Linked DNA regions of Drosophila melanogaster: regions 2 and 3 are each linked to region 1. Evidence: chromatin contacts called from public Hi-C data. All regions are on one chromosome and are shown on one strand. The core of a region is the stretch at or near the end of the contact, and the rest is flanking DNA. Distances in the headings are between cores, read along the strand shown.

The links. A called contact is a pair of places that touch in the nucleus more often than the background predicts.
Region 2: a Hi-C map of the Kc167 cell line shows a contact between it and region 1, with 2.2 times the contacts expected there. A contact is called at or near these places in 11 of 107 Hi-C or Micro-C datasets (the Clone 8 cell line, the D17-c3 cell line, the Kc167 cell line and 5 more) and 2 of 7 datasets of targeted methods (both in the Kc167 cell line).
Region 3: a contact with region 1 is called in a Hi-C map of the Kc167 cell line, with 4 times the contacts expected there. A contact is called at or near these places in 17 of 107 Hi-C or Micro-C datasets (the Kc167 cell line, the PNm cell line, the S2 cell line and 6 more) and 1 of 7 datasets of targeted methods (the Kc167 cell line).

What each region holds. Positions count from the first base shown.
Region 1 is chr3L:13,227,148-13,230,788 of dm6, reverse strand. It overlaps caps (capricious), which reads right to left and starts at 2,097. Exons shown (of 4, transcript NM_168540.3): 1 at 1,649-2,097.
Region 2 is chr3L:13,386,375-13,389,638 of dm6, reverse strand. It overlaps CG10171, which reads left to right and starts at 1,732. Exons shown (of 3, transcript NM_168542.3): 1 at 1,732-1,973; 2 at 2,029-3,038; 3 at 3,101-3,264. The coding sequence starts at 1,865. The coding sequence ends at 2,924. Poc1 (Proteome of centrioles 1) reads left to right here. Exons shown (of 2, transcript NM_140383.2): 1 at 1-645; 2 at 713-1,340. The coding sequence ends at 1,009.
Region 3 is chr3L:13,045,100-13,048,410 of dm6, reverse strand. CG11279 reads right to left here and starts at 1,434. Exons shown (of 2, transcript NM_001300127.1): 1 at 1,240-1,434; 2 at 1-1,176. The coding sequence starts at 1,330. The coding sequence ends at 959. It overlaps Syx13 (Syntaxin 13), which reads right to left. Exons shown (of 3, transcript NM_079330.3): 2 at 2,816-3,311; 3 at 1,517-2,194. The coding sequence ends at 2,016.

The DNA.
Region 1 (3,641 bases), core at 848-3,347:
CAGTGAGTGAGAAGTAAAAGGTTCGATTTCGACTCGGAATCTACTTCATCCTGAAGTCTGAAAACAGTTGCCATAATTTCAATTTATGCAAAAGTGGGTGTGGGGGCGGAGTGACCTGTCCCACCTGCCCCGCATATTACCTGGCTTTTATCTTAAATGTTTTTTCCTGTTGGTAATTAAAAAGTTTTCTGTTTCAGACCCAGCTATGTACATAGCTTCCCCTGCTCAGTTGTCTGCTTAGCTAATGCAGGTTGGAAGTTTTCGGCTTCGGCCTTGGCGTTTTCGGGCCTGATAACAACAGAGAGTGGGAGCTTTAATGAGTGGGGATTTGCTTTAAGATTTCGCCTCGAGGTTGTTCTCAGATGGAGATAATGAAGGTCACCAATAGAAGATGGAAGCACAGAGTGGAAGGCGCAACATAAAGATAAGCTCGTATTAAAATAATACAAAATCGTTTCTATGGGGATGATCATCATTGAAATAGTTTATAATGTCGGAATATTGTTTATAAATACACAGTAACTCTGAAACCCATAAGGTTACAAAGCTTATTTGGTTTAATGCCGCTAAATATTTTTGTTCTTCTACAGCCATTTCCTTGAAGTCTTCTTGAGTTCGGTCCAAACTGTATACACCTTTCGAATTCCTCGAACTTTAGTACATCCCAGCATCTTAGACTTACGCCAGCTCACGTCTAACCCATTCCCAGTTGGCCAGGCCAGTGGGGCCAAGTTGACATTCCTCAAAAGTGTCAACGAGAAAGGCCCACAACACGAGACATTCGGACCGCTCAGCCGCCCAGTCGGCCAGCTGCCCGAGCCTCCAAACTGAGCCCCACCTCGTTCATTCATAAAGATCCACATCTCCATAAAGAGGGGCAAGCAAACACGAGTCCAGGCAGCACCTAACAAGTTCCCGGAATCGCACAAACCTCGAAAAGTTCTTTAAGTTTTTCGCTCTAACGAAACCTGTTCCCCAGACAGAAACCCCAAAATTGAGACGGCTGGCCCTGGACGGAAACTCCGAGCGAGTCTGCGGCCCGAGACATAATTAATGATTTCAAAATTTCACAACGAAAACTCATAAAACTTATCGATCGAACATTGAAACAACAGCAGCAATAAAAGAAAAGAGAATGTCATGCTGCTGTCAAGGCGTTTTTCTGGCCTTAAAGAGCTTCTTCATTAAGTGTAACGGTAATATCTGATAAGGTCAATCTTTAGTTATGCATTTTATCCTGTTTACACACTATTTTAAACAAATTATAGTAAAACAACCAATTTACGCCTTAAACTAGCTATTTTTTAGCTATGTAGCGTATGCTCTAAAGTTATTCATATGTGAGGTAACGTAAATTTGCTTAGATTATTGATTAAAATTCAATGGTTATCAATCAAAATATTACTAAATTAGCCCTATTTCAGTCTAGTTGTATAGCAATATTCTCTCCATCACTAAAAACCATTTTTCTTCTTTTTCATACTGAATATCAGTATTTTCTTCTAACTATATTAAAATATATTTAAAATGCTGCGCACCAAAAACAAAAAAGTAAATATAAGGTATTAACTAAACTAATTAATATCAGTACTAAACTTAGTAACATCACAGCACAGAATAATAATTAGGCACCAAACGAAGGACTTACCGCGATAATTTTGGCAATTCGTGGCTAGTTTGTTAGCACGCACTGTTGTCAAAACAAAAATGTTAGCCCAAACACAACGTTAACCGAAAGCACAGCTACAAATCTTTGAGATACTATTTGGCGGATAGTCTCCTCGCTTTTTGTTTTCATTGATGAAGAAGCGGCGCGGGCATTTCATTAATTCTGCACACACGTTTCGCCGATGACGATTGACGATTGACGATTTTGCTATTTGCGATGACCCGCGTGCCCCGCCCACAAAAAGCAAGTTGCCCGCACAACAACAACAGCTACAACAGCGACCGACCGATGGTGGTGGTGGGTGGGAGAGGAGGTTGAAGAGAAGGGTGAGAATTTGCACGCGCGAATCTGCTGAGCTGTCTGCTATAAGGAAATAACGGTGCGCTCCACAATGTGTCCAAACACGTTCACGATTTTTTTCGAACTAACGCTGTATTGTATCTGTGTACGCCACGAACTTCAAAACCTCGATTCTCAGCCGCTGTTAAGTGCCGAAGTGAGCTAACAGAACACGAGAGCGGGAGAGCAAGACCACGAGGCAAACACATACACATACGAAGAGAGTGTGATTGTGTGCAACAGCACGAACGCATACTTCGGCTTTTTGTGCAAAAATCATATGGGATGCTCTCTCGCTCAGATAACGGGGCTTATCTGAGCCGGCAAGACTCAAGTTGGATTCTCATTGAGTCAGATAAAGTGAGACTGGATGGTTTGAAACCACGCTAACTAAAATATCATCTCAAAGGACTGAGTTTTGAAAGGATCTAAAGTTATATTGTATAAGTATTGTTATCCAGATTGAATTAACATTCAATCATATTTTGTTCGATATATACAGGTTTTCAATAAAGAAATAAAAGAAATTTTCATACCCTTTATCAAGTACCCACGAAAGTTTTGGCTATAAATTCATTGCAGAGCCTAATACAATTTCTTATCAAGCCGTAAACAAAAGAAAATCTTTGATTTTCCATTAGTCCTATCTCCCCCCATTTTCTATCCAATAAGATGTCGTACTTCCGCCGCCCACAGCTAATTAGCCTTCACCGCTCACATTGACCGGTCCCAATTAGCCCTGCCCATAGAGGCTCCAATAAGTTCATTGCTCGCCCAGCACACATATGTAACTTTCTTATCAGATGCGATGCTAAGTAAAATAAATAAATAAAAAAGAACCAACAACAACGACATGTAAATCTGATTTTTTGGGAGCGGTTGCAGCAGAGACACCAATAACGCCTAAAATGAATGCAAATGGAGCAGTCAAAGATAAACAGAGAGGAAAATTGAACGGAGAACCGGCACCACTCTCTCGCTCTTAGATAAAATTCCCAACTCGATTGGGTTTCCACCAATTTTCTCTCTCGGAAAACCACACGCGTTATCTGGCTCTCTTTCATAGTTCGCCTAAGCGCGGCTAGATGGCGCCAATGTGCTGCCGAAGTGCGAATTGCATTTCAGATGCTTTTTGTTTACCAACGAAAAAGTGGGTGGTGTTTGTACGGTGAAAGGGGGGAGGGGGGTGTCGGCAAATGCGGTTGCATTCTTGGAAATGTTTGCAAAAACCGTCGCCGGTTTGCTGCTACCACAAATGCCGCGTAATCACTTTTTGCGACTACGTCGACGTCACCGGAAGTTGCAACACGTCGCCGTCTACGCACACAAACGTAAAAACCTACATACGATGCATATGCCGTTAATGCCGAACTGCCACACCCCAGCAATTGCAAATTTCATCCCACCCCATGCCAACGCCTTGCAAATTTTCAAAAAAAAAGAAAATCGAGGGGGAAAGAAAGTTGGGAACCTTCGGTGGAGTTGAGTTATCGCTCGCAGTTTCATTGTACGCCCCCCACCACCCACAATCTTTGCACTCTTTTTGTGAACACATGTGTGAACAACTGCAGTCGGCAAACCACCCTTTTACGTACACTGAGAAAAATATCCGATATATTCTGCAAATTAGTAT
Region 2 (3,264 bases), core at 483-2,982, 160 kb before region 1:
GGACACGATCGCACCGTAAAGATCTGGGAGCCCAAGTTGCGTGGCGTTTCCGGGGAGTTTGTGGCCCACAGCAAGGCGGTGCGCAGCGTAGACTTCGACTCCACCGGTCACTTGATGCTCACCGCCTCCGATGACAAGTCGGCGAAGATATGGCGCGTTGCCAGGCGGCAGTTTGTGTCTTCGTTTGCACAGCAAAACAACTGGGTGCGCAGCGCCAAGTTCAGTCCCAATGGCAAACTGGTGGCCACCGCCAGCGATGACAAGTCGGTGAGGATCTACGATGTGGACAGCGGCGAGTGCGTGCGCACCTTCACCGAGGAACGAGCCGCTCCACGGCAACTGGCCTGGCATCCGTGGGGCAATATGTTGGCCGTCGCCCTCGGCTGTAACCGCATCAAAATCTTTGACGTTTCCGGCAGCCAGCTGTTGCAGCTTTACGTGGTGCACTCGGCGCCGGTCAACGATGTGGCCTTTCATCCCAGCGGACACTTCCTGCTCTCCGGAAGTGACGACCGCACCATCCGCATCCTAGACCTGCTGGAGGGAAGACCCATCTACACTTTGACGGGCCACACTGATGCGGTGAATGCGGTGGCATTCAGTCGCGATGGCGACAAATTTGCTACCGGTGGCAGTGATCGCCAGGTGAGTTTCTGTTTCTTAATAAAGGTATGAAGATAATTTTACTCCTTGATTTCTGTTTCGCTTGCAGCTCCTGGTCTGGCAGTCGAACCTACACACCTATGATGCTTCGCAGTTTGAAGCCAAGTCTGCGCTGGCTTCCTCCAGTTGCGAAAGCAGTGGCGTTTCCTCCAAACAGAGCGAAGGCAGTTCGACATCCAAGTCCAATGACCTTAGTATCCGCATTGATCCGCGCCAATCGCTGGCCTATCAGCTCTCGGAAGAAAACTTTCAGGTGCTCGACAGTAAACATTCGACGCAGCCGGAGAAGGTGCTCGGTCACGGCATGGACTTCAAACAGCATAGCTCCAGTCCGCGCTTCTTTTAACCAACACGTTCAGTAGCCTTTGCCGCACATAACCAGCCGAACATTCCGCAGGTACTGGATGTGTCCATCGAATCTGGGTCGGACTTGTGCTCCTGTTCCGCGCGGCTGGACGAGATCAGCAAACTATTGGACTCGATCGATGAGCGTGTGCGACGATTGGAGGGCATATACTCTTTATAGCCTTCTAAGCTCCCTAAAATACAATTAAACGTAGTTAAAATTAATGTACCAATCATAATTAATAGCGATCCTTGATAATTAAATTGTGAAATTATTAAATATATCTGCTCCACTGTATGACGCATTTTATAAAAAGCAATTGAACAATTTTAGATCCATCACTATGAATTTTATTTTGCAATTTAAAATTAAAATGATTGCTGTAAATACCCTTTTTCGTTTAAATATATTTATTTTTATAAAATATTCAAAGGGGTTCCGATGGCTCATACCCCTAAAAAGAAAATGGTAAAGATCTTACTCTCTAAATATGTTTATTTAATAACAATCGTGTTCAAATTAACTTTATTTGGATATTTTGAATTCATTTAAATGCCTAAACAAGATTTTAAATACTGAGAGCACACTCGAATTTATAATATATATAAGAATAAAAGTAATAAACAATTTTTACATAGAAACAAAATTATTTTTCAAAATAATTTATTTAAAATTGAATCTTCATTTAAAAACGGAATGGGTTGAGTCTTCGTTGAACTAAAAGCCAGGTTGCCATACATTTGACACATTAACATTTGGTATTTTCAAACACTAGTCAACGGCATCACTGGCTCATATAAATAAACAAAACCCGCCGGAGAAAGTGGCGATAAACAGCGCCCATAAAACGTCAAGATGCGTGACTGGATGCCAGTGCTCTTCTGCGGACTGTCCGTGCCGATCTCGCTGTTCATGTGGCTGGGCAATGTGGCGCTGTCCAAGTTCTGGAGCAGTGACTTTGAGGGTGAGCTATATGGATTCCAGTGCGAACGTTACCTGGGGTCAACTAATGCCAAAAGGTTATCCGACAGAGTCCCGGGTGATTCCGCCGGTGCGCTGGCTCTTCTCCACACTGGCGCCCTTGGCCCTGATGACTGTGGCTCTGCGCCGGAGGAGCGTCAACCGATCTGGAGCTGCGCTGGGCATTCTGGTGGCCTTCATTCTCTCCATCGCCAGCCATCCGTTCTTCGCCAGCTTGGTGGTGTTCTTCTTCAGCTCATCGCGGGCCACCAAGTTCCGCGCGCACATGAAACGCCGTTTCGAGAGCGATTTTCGCGAGGGCGAAGGCCAACGAAACTGGATACAGGTACTCTGCAACGGAGGCATGGCCGCCCAGCTTGCATTGCTTTATCTGCTGGACTGCGGTAGTGGCGAGCGGGCGGTGGACTTCGCACGAGAATACCGATCCAGCTGGCTGGGTGTGGCCGTTATGAGTGCGTTTGCCTGTTGCAATGGCGACACCTGGTCCAGTGAACTAGGATCCGTGCTGTCGCAACGCGATCCAGTTTCTATCATCACCTGGCGCAGAGTGCCGCGCGGTACCAATGGTGGGGTTTCGTTGCTCGGCGTCGCGGTGAGTCTGCTCGGCGGTCTGCTCGTCGGCTTTGGCTATTTCGTCACCGTTCGTTACACGGTTGAGGCCAAAATGCTTCTGATTAGCCCACCACAATGGCCAATCATCGCCTTCGGTGGCATCGCTGGACTTTTTGGGTCCCTTTTGGACTCTGTCCTAGGTGGTCTGCTGCAGTTCTCGGGCATCAATGAGGAAGGCAAGATTGTGGATACACCTGGAAAGGGAGTGCGCCACGTAAGCGGACTGCGCATCCTGGACAACCATAGTGTCAACCTGATTTCCAGCATCGTCACCGGCGTCACCATTCCTCTCCTGGCCCAGAGATTCTGGCCCGTGCGCTAATGCTGTTTTGGATTAGGATTAGCTGCATTCAATAGCTAAAAATGTCAAAGGCTGCCTCACAAGATTGAATTCCGTGTTAAACATAAACCCATCCTCATAAAGCCTTTTAGACAGGTATATATGTACAATTGTTAACCATTTATAATTTCATAACGCCGGTGAAATACCCTCCATAGATATATTTTTATGAAGCTTACATATCGCCTAGCGAACTAACCAACCTATGAGACTCGATGAAAACAACGATTGGGCACCGAATAGCCAAGGCAGTTAGATTATATTTACTCTAAGGTAGCTAACCATGTTCCTTTACGGATTATGACGTTGTTGTTACTGTGAC
Region 3 (3,311 bases), core at 185-2,684, 180 kb after region 1:
GCGGACAGAATTTGCATAGCAAACGAAACGAAACGTTGCGAAAATTAAATAGAAATTGTTAGTGGCACTTTTTCCTTTTCACTTCGTCAAAGCTGCCTGCCAATGACTAAAAAGTTTGTCATGAATAGCTGTCGTTAAAGGAGCGGAATTACGGAATTTTGGAATTCCCCCGAATTCTGGGCGAACGGAGCCACAGCGAATCGTCCAATAAATGTCAGCGGAACCAACTTTGTTGGCCAACTATTTTTATAATTAAACAAACTGATTGTGATAAGTAGGAAGCTGAATGCAAAAGTTCTTCCAGCAGCGGCCACCAAAGGTCCGCTCATAAATTGGCCAAACGTCAAAGTAAGCATTGTACTACTTGGTCAACAAGTCCTTGAGACAGCGTTGGGAAAAAGTCAAAGCTCACGACAAGAAAACTTAATGAAAACTTCAAAAATTCGTATAATTTGCACGGCATTTAAAAGAAAATGTTATCGTTCTTAGTAATTTGCATTCATTGTGAAACATACTGAATAAAATATTCAAGATTGTAAGACAATGTACTCTGCATTTGGCAACATTTAACTTTTTATAACATAAAATAGTTCATACTAACATTGAAAATGAATTTGTTCATTTAGTATAGCTTCTAATGAATGAATTTAGTATCAAATATTAGGTTCACCTGACCATCAATAGAAATGCAATCCTAAAACTCAGCGAGAACTACAAAATTTAAGTAACTTTCTTAATTTAGTAGACTGTTGAGAGATTGCAGATACTAACAACGCTTTAAAGCTCATATGCTCTGATATTAGGCGGATTTGTTAATCCTTTTGGCAATCTTAAGAGGAGAATTCGTTTCCTTTGGGTTCCAATCGATGCTATAACAAAGGAAATAGTTTTAGAAATGTTTTACTATACAATATGCAGGTCATTTGGTTATCAACAGAGTACTTATGCCTAGAGTAAGCTATTCCGCGGACTTGGCGGTACTGGCCGCCGCAGCCGCCTTCGCCTGGGAGGCGTGGTGCTTGGCCACCGCCTCCTGGGCCTTGCTCAACTGGATGTAGCCCTCGTGGGCGCGGGAGCGCAGTTCGCTCTCCACGCTCTTGTTGACCGACTTCGAAATAACGGACTTGATCTTCTGCGTCTCATTGAACTTGGCCTTTTTCGCCTGAATTGGCGCATCTGTAAATTAATAAAACAAAAACATAGAATTTGGAGAAGATTGTTAAGCATGTGGGTAATCACTTGATCGACGGGTGAAAGCAGCTTGCTTTTGGTTCTTCTTTTTCTGTATCGCTGCTGGTAGCTTGGCCTTCTTGAATTTTCCCTGTGGCATCTTTACAAATGACAAATTTTTATCAAGAAAACGAAATATAAATGTTTTGCTGTGCAGCACGTTGTTTTGGTTTTGCCCCACACCGATAAGTCTATCGATTACGTCCTATCAATTTAAGCGGACTGCCAACCTATTGCATCCTCTTTGAGCCACTTGGCGCGCTTTTCAAATCACTCAAATTGGTTTGTTCGGTTTATTTTATTTTCGATTGCTGGCTCACTTATATATAACTTGTAACATATATCAAAAGGGAATACTAAAGCCGCAGACGGCTTCAGCAATCCGCCTTCCGCTTTCTCGAAACTAAACACAAAAATTTTACAAATTTCAATGCAAAACTCAGATTGCTCGCGATAATCGTTTTTAACAAGAAATAATTAACATTTAAAAGCGCTGAATATTGTTTATATGCAAGTTAAGTGGGATTCAGTATCCTTATTTACTTATGTATATATATGTAGATATATATGTATAATTATAAATATGGTATTTGTTTTTATTTTTTGCTTTAGCTTTTCCTCTACATTCTTGTTGTCTTTGCTCACTTGGTGATTAAACAGAGTTCTCAACGATCGAATATTTTGTTTCTTATAAAAATCGTTTTACAAAAATCTATGCGTGTGTGTGTGTGTGGGTTGTGTATGTTTGCGTGTGTTTGTTGAATATGGGCGTAAAAATAAAACAATTAACTGTTCAGTTTGGCAACGATAACGCCAGTTACGATTAAACCTATTATCACAGCGATCACCAGGAGTATCAAGATCTTGCGCCGGTAGCTCTGGCGACTCCTGGCCGCCTTGGCCAGTTCCGAGGTGCCATCCTCAACGTTGGCGGCCGTCTGCTCAATACTGTTCTCGATGAAATCTGGAAAGAAATTGAGATTTGCTTAGAAAGTGTAATCAAAAACAAGTACAAAAACCTTCCATCAAGCAAGCACCTAGAAATTTTCAAAACTATTACTAATAAGGAGTGAAAAATTTTGGATATTTAAACCTGTAATAGCAGTCAGTAAATATTTTATAATATTTGCTTGCTCTTATCAGTTTCTTCTTATTTTTGTAAGACCCGAAATAATTGATTACTGTTCAAATAAACAGGAAGTTAAATTAAACGATATGATAAGCGTATGCACACATTACTTGCCAAATGACACGGGTTTTCATAAAAGATATGGAAAATTAAAACGTCTAAGTCGTTGTTGATAATTCCAATCAATTTCGAAATGTGCATTGTTATTGAAGCAAAGTCAATGATTCATAATTTCTTGCACATGTTTACTTATCAACTCATTTGAGAGATTTGCTATGCAACCTTTAAGCAACTGATAAGCTCTGAATATTTTGTTTTACCAATGGATTTCTCCATTTGGACGCTATTAAATATGTGGAACTGCGTGCATTTGGGTCGTAAAGTGAGAGCCCTAATTACGGCTTGTGGTTTCTCGATTTGCGGTCGTTGAGCCCCACTTGGATGGAGATTACTCACCCATCTGCTGCCCCTGATCGTGCACCAGTCCACTCAGCTGGGTCATGATCTGGTTGACATCGATGATGTCCGACTCTATTTGCTCGACCTGCCGCCGCCGATCGTCGAGCATGTCGTGCTCCTGCTGGAGATGGGCCTGCTCCAAGCGCTGTTGCTGCAGCAGCTCAGCACGGGCGTTGGTCTCCACCACCTGATCGGCAAATTGCTGCGCCTGCTGCAGGGTCTGCCGCATGGCCGATGAGATGCGTCGCTGCAGATTGGAGTACTTCTCCACCACGCCATGGAACTCCCGGGTGAGCTTCTCCAGCTGCAGCTTCTGCTGGCGATCTCCGTGCCGCACAACGGCCTGTAGCCTCTGCAAGTCCTGACTGGTGGTCTGCACCCGGGCATTGCACTTGGTGTTGATGGTGTGCACCTTCTCCCGCAGATTTGGCTGCTCCTTGGATGTGCCAATCAGTTTCAGCTGCTTCTCCAACTGCTTGGTGCTGCTGTGGAT